Linked DNA regions of Sus scrofa: region 1 is linked to region 2. The links are chromatin contacts, called in public HiChIP or PLAC-seq maps. All regions are on one chromosome and are shown on one strand. The core of a region is the stretch at or near the end of the contact, and the rest is flanking DNA. Distances in the headings are between cores, read along the strand shown.

Region 1 (2,858 bases), core at 8-2,507, 270 kb after region 2:
CAGTAGCATCCAAAAAAGGTTCTGCTGCATTGAAGAAAGAAATGTTCATTTCTGCTTTGCTAAGTGGGAGGGACTTTTGATGCAGCACATTTGGCAGTGGTTTCAGGTTAAGCCCTGAGCAGAATCCTTAGTCTGTGACAGGCTCGTCCTGGGCGGCAGGGGTCTCGGCGTCTCTGCTGTGCCTGAGCTGTGCTTTGGTGGGCGTCATTTTCCATCATTTTAGAGGAGCTCAGAAGCGGCCGTGGCTCTGTCTGTTGTGAGGAACTTTTATCTCCAGACCTACTGTCCTTAAGGCCAAGGGACCAAGGAATTGGCTCGCTCCCTTTTCAGTTCACCTACTTTTGACATTAATCATTAACTGCTCCATTTCCCAGACACACCGACTTGGCATCTCTTACCAGCGCCCCCACCCCGAGCTGGCATCAGGACTCTGTGTTCGGAACAGCTTCTTTCCTGCCGACAGAGCAGGGAGCAGGGCAAGGTGAACCTGAGACCCACACCTCTCGCCGGCACTTCTCCCCACAAGTGAGATGGAGCAGCTGGCTGGGGGTGGGGGAACCCCCAAGAGGGAGATGGGTCAGCCGGTTTGGTTTGTAGCAAGCAGGAAAGAAAACACGTCTGGGTGTGTGGACTCTTTCAAAGCAGAGAAACCAAGAGTGGCAACAGAGTGTTTCAGCAGCGTGTGTCCTTTGCCAGTGAAGGCAGGGGTTGGGGTTTGCGATCGGCGGGGCCAGTGGGGCCTGGCCTCGCCACTTCTTTCAGGAAGAGGCTGCCACAGCCTCATGGAAACCTCAGTGAGACTTTGGTTCTCAGGCTTCTTGGTTTCCCAGCAGCGCTACTTTGTTTGACTCTCGCTTCCCTCTTTTAAATATGTCTGCTAGTGAGTCAGGCTCCCGCAAGCTTTTATTCTAGGAACTGTTCCAGTTTCCCCCTTTATCTTTGTCTTACAGTTGCCCTGCAGTTGGAGAAGAAAGCCATTAGTCTGGAGTGGGAGGTACCCTCGGCGGCATTCAAGCTTTCAAATCCTGAGGGGCCGTCTTCTCAGAAGCTCAGAGAATTTTGCTCATTGTGTGTCTAATTGCCAAGTGCAGGCAGGTTTCATTGGAAACCGGCTCCACTGGGCTGTCATGGCAACCTGATCATCAAATGACACCGCGGCCACAGCAGCAAATGAGGTTCGCGAGCCTTATGGGTGGGTGGGGCTAGAACAGCCCGATGCTGGCGGCAAGGCTCCTTCACGCATGAACATTTTTGGCTTCGTCTGAGTCATTGGGGAAGGGAGGGGGGATACTTTGTGAGCTAATGCTTCACTCCCAAAGGTATTCTACCTGCCCCGTTCTTACTCACGGTATTCCAGTCCTTACAGGAAGCACCGGTTTCTTTGGCACAAGGCAGCGTGGTAGCACAAGGAAGGCGTGTGGGCCGGGGCGGGGGGGGCATTGGCAGATCAGAGGGTGAGAAGATGCTCGGGAGAGGAACAGCCACCTAGCAGATGAGGGAAACCGAATACCACTGGCTCGGACGGGACCTGGAGTGGTGGCCCTTGATTCCCGCCCCCAGCTACAGGAATGGACATCGGGAGAAAGGAAACAGGAGTAGATCCGGGTCACAGAATTAGAACAGGTAAAGGGAGCAAAGGAGACGTGTAGATGGCAGGAGGGGGAGAGAGAGAACATTACACAAGGATCCAGAAGTGCCTGGAGCTGGTGTGAAGCATCAGGGAGGGAACCCGAGCCCTGCTTTATTCTTCTTCCTTATTTGTATTTCCCACGTATGTGTTCAGCGTGTAACAGACTCGGTTTTTTTATGGTATTGTTCTATAGCTAAGGCGAGGGCTACACTTGCTCCTGACTCCTGCCACCTTCCCACATGAGGGAGTGCGCATGTAATTCTCAGGGTCTGGCTGACCAGCGTCCTTTGGAAACTGAATTCTAAAATCTCTTGTTGGCAGACTCCGGTTCGGGTGCTGTTTTAAGCGGCTTTTGAAACAAGAGTCGGGCCCTGGGTGAGCCTCAGCCCACTGCCAACTGGCTCTGGGGCCTGGGCAAACCGGGGTAGGAGCTCCTGGTCTATTTGATCATCTCAGATGACCCCAGGGCCCCTCTGGGGCCCAGTGTCTGTAATTCCAGGGGTGGAGCTGTTGCCTTAGACACCAGATGCCCGGAGATTGGCTCAACTGACAAGTTCCAGTTTCCTTTTTTTTTTCTTTTTCTTTTTTTTTTTTTGGCTTTTTAGGGCCGTATCCTCAGCATATGAAGGTTCCCAGGCTAGGGGTCAAATCGGAGCTCTAGCCACAGGCCTACACCACAGCCACAGCAACGCAGGATCCGAGCCGCGTCTGTGACCTACTGCACAGCTCACGGCAATGCAGGATCCTTAACCCACTGATCGAGGCCCAGGATCAAACCCGAGTCCTCATGGATCCTAGTCAGATTCATAAACCACTGAGCCACGCTGGGAACTCCCAAGTTCCATTTTCTGTGTGAGAACGGAGTTCTGCATGACCTGTGCAGCTCAGGTGGGTGGATGGTTTAAATAAATAAGAACATACGCCAGTTTACGTGTGTCCAGTGAAGATGACAGTTGCAAAAGAAAATGCGTTGGAGCCCTCTTTTTTTCCTACGATTTGTAACATCAGGGTAGAATTAACAAATGTGTGCAGAACTTTCCAGAGAATGTTTCCTGACACTGTGACCTCATTGGCCTATAGCGTCATGCGCCTCTGTTATAATCAAAGAGATTCTGTTCTGTTTTTTCTAGAAGATAGTTGCCCATGTTAGATAAAACGTTCATAATTTTTTGTTGTCTCCTGAATATTGATTTCACTTTCATTTGGCATCGTTTCCAAATCTCTTCTC
Region 2 (2,828 bases), core at 68-2,567:
GTAGCCATAAAAAAAAAAAAAAAACAAAAAGGAAAAGAAAAGAAATTGCAATGCTAAGTATGGGCTAAGCGCTTAATAATAGCTAAAAGAACACACCCGAAAAAGCCAAGAGGAAGAACTTAGGGGAAGGGTGTTTCAGGCTGAGGCAACTATGTAAATGTAAGGTTGGAGGTGGAAGAGGCCAAGGCCAATTCCTGAAGTCTTTGTCAGCTGTCATGATGGAGCAGGAGACGAGGCAGTGACTCGGGCAGATCTGAGTTTAGAAAGCCCAACATAGTGCCTTGGCTGACCTGCTGTGTGACCCCAAGCTGTCTCTCTCCCTCTCTGGGCCTCAGTCTCCTGCCCCTACAGGTTCTAATCAGGGGTTGCAAATATCCAGTCTTTGTAAGTTTCCTTCTTCACTGGCCATGCGCCCCCTAGACAGGGTACTCCAAGAGTCAAGCCTTGTCATCTGTCCCCAGAACCCAGCATCCCCCACACCCAGCCCAGGTCTGGCATAGAGACCGTGTCTCACCAAATGAAGGAGTGAATGGACGGATGTCTTTGGGAGGGTGGGGGTTAAAGCAGGATTCCTGGCCCCTCACCCTCCACACAGGTCTGCAGACCTGGACCCTGACCTGCTAGCCAGTTCCCCTGTGCCCTTGTCTTTTCTTGGCCGTCCAGACAATGGCTTTGTTTCCATTGTTCTTGCTGGAGAATGAGAATGCGTCGGTGGTGGCACAGTCAATAGTAGTTCTCCAGCTGTGCCATGAAGGTGCCTTTGATTTTCTCCTTTAGAGGCTTCTCTGTTTTCTTCTACAAACCTCTATGGGATTTGCAAATAAAAAGCAGTAATGCAAAGGAGATAAGTGGACCTCAAAGAAAATACAAGGGAATTTTAAACATCAGAAAAAAATACTCAGAGTTCCCGTCGTGGCTCAGTGGTTAATGAATCTGACTAGGAACCATGAGGTTGCGGGTTCGATCCCTGGCCTTGCTCAGTGGGTTAGGGATCCGGCGTTGCCGTGAGCTGTGGTGTAGGTCGCAGACGCAGCTTGGATCTGGCATTGCTGTGGCTCTGGTGTAGGCCGTGGCTACAGCTCCGATTAGACCCCCTAGCCTGGGAACCTCCATATGCGGCGGGAGTGACCCTAGAAAAGGCAAAAAGACCAAAAAAAAAAAAAAAAATCAACTTCTTTCATAATAAAATAAATGCAAATGATAACCACCCCGAGATTCCGTTTTTCCGCCTGTGCGTTGGCCGGATCACTGCTGATTAACAGTGTGTGCTGGTGAGGAAACAGCTGGCTCCTGCCCCACGGGGGTGTGGGGTTGGAAACTGGGTCCTGTCCCTCTGGAGGACAATGCGGCAATCTGTGTTTAAGGGTTAAATGCAAGTCACCTTTGACCCAGCAATTGTACTTCTTGGAATTTATCCATCAGATGTGCTCACACATGGAGAAAATGATGTTACCCATTGCAGCATCACTGGTAATAGCACAATGTTGAAAACCTAAATGCCCATCAGTAGGAGACCGACTGAATGTATGACACTCTTCTCTCACAAAGGAGTACTCTGCTGCTTTGAAAAAACAAAAATGAGCCAATGGAGCAGCTCTTATGTACCAGCACAGTCCAGAATAAGGTCCAGAAATTAAAGATACGTGGAAAAAGTACAATACAACATATATTCACTATCTTTGAGTATCTTTGCTACAATATTTATTTGCTATCTTTAAGTATAAAAGGGAAATCAATATATATTTTTATTTGTAAATACATAAAATGGAAAGATCACAAGAAACATAACTTTGCTTTTTTTGCAGGGCGGGGCGGGGGGGCACATGTGTGGCATATGGAAATTCCCAGGCTAGGGGTCAAATCGGAGCTACAGCTGCCGGCCTACACCACAGCCACAGCAACACCAGATCCAAGCCACATCTGCAACTTATACTGCAGCTCCTGGCAGCACTGGATCCTTAACCCACAGGGCAAGGCCGGGGATTGAACCCAAATCCTCAGGGGTACTAATAGGGTTTGTTACCACAACGGGACCTCCGGGCATACGCCTTTAAAAATCCTTTGTGGGAGTTCCTGTCGTGGCGCAGTGGTTAACGAATCCGACTAGGAACCATGAGGTTGCGGGTTCAGTCCCTGCCCTTACTCAGTGGGTTAACGATCTGGCGTTGTCGTGAGCTGTGGTGTAGGTTGCAGACACGGCTCGGATCCTGTGTTGCTGTGGCTCTGGTGTAGGCCGGATGCTACATCTCTGACTGGACCCCTAGCCTGGGAACCCCCATATGCTGCGGGAGTGGCCCAAGAAATGGCCAAAAGACCAAAAAAAAAAAAAAAAAAAAATCCTTTGTGCCTCAGTTTCATCACCTGTACAAGGAGGGTCATAAAAGTTGTACCTATTTGATAGGGTTTTGATGATTAAATGAGCAACTAATGTGGAAGGTGTTTAGAGCCAGTGCCTGGCCCTGAGAGGCGCTACCTAACTGTTTTCTAGGTAAATATCTTACAGGGATCCCTATAAGCTTATGATTTGAGTCAGAAGGTTAAGAGGCAGAAAATATTGTCACTTGCATCAAAGCCCTGTGGATGTCTAGGTGTGTCTGTGATTTTATGACTGTCGAGAATCATGAGGGCGAGGCATGGGGAGAGGGAGAAGGTTAAGCAAAAGAAACATATGTAAAGCCTCTTTATGGTCATTTTTATGAAGTTATGAAACTTTATCCATGGATACATACAAAGTTACAATGATTAAAAAAAAAGGAAACGAAAGGAGAAGAGGACCTGTCTTCCATGGGGCGGGGGTGGGGAGCCCCTAGCAGCGATATGGAAAGTGG

What was found. HiChIP or PLAC-seq counts read pairs in DNA pulled down with a chosen protein or histone mark.
Region 1: a contact with region 2 is called in an H3K27ac HiChIP or PLAC-seq map of alveolar macrophages. The contact joins two enhancer-like sites. A contact is called at or near these places in 1 of 5 promoter capture datasets (liver), 1 of 47 Hi-C or Micro-C datasets (liver) and 2 of 2 datasets of contacts at active chromatin or transcription factors (alveolar macrophages and skeletal muscle).

The regions. Positions count from the first base shown.
Region 1 is chr1:268,560,019-268,562,876 of Sscrofa11.1, forward strand. All of the region lies in intron 2 of SLC25A25 (solute carrier family 25 member 25), which reads left to right. Among named protein-coding and RNA genes, the nearest start is that of SLC25A25, 30 kb to the left of the region's middle. Within about 2 kb of position 1,258, at least 64 of the 83 cell types and tissues checked have an H3K27ac peak or open chromatin away from gene starts, as enhancers often do. A contact at or near this core is called in alveolar macrophages, where this site is marked.
Region 2 is chr1:268,293,149-268,295,976 of Sscrofa11.1, forward strand. The region is part of intron 2 of FPGS (folylpolyglutamate synthase, mitochondrial); the gene reads left to right. Among named protein-coding and RNA genes, the nearest start is that of FPGS, 13 kb to the left of the region's middle. Within about 2 kb of position 1,318, at least 2 of the 83 cell types and tissues checked have an H3K27ac peak or open chromatin away from gene starts, as enhancers often do. A contact at or near this core is called in alveolar macrophages, where this site is marked.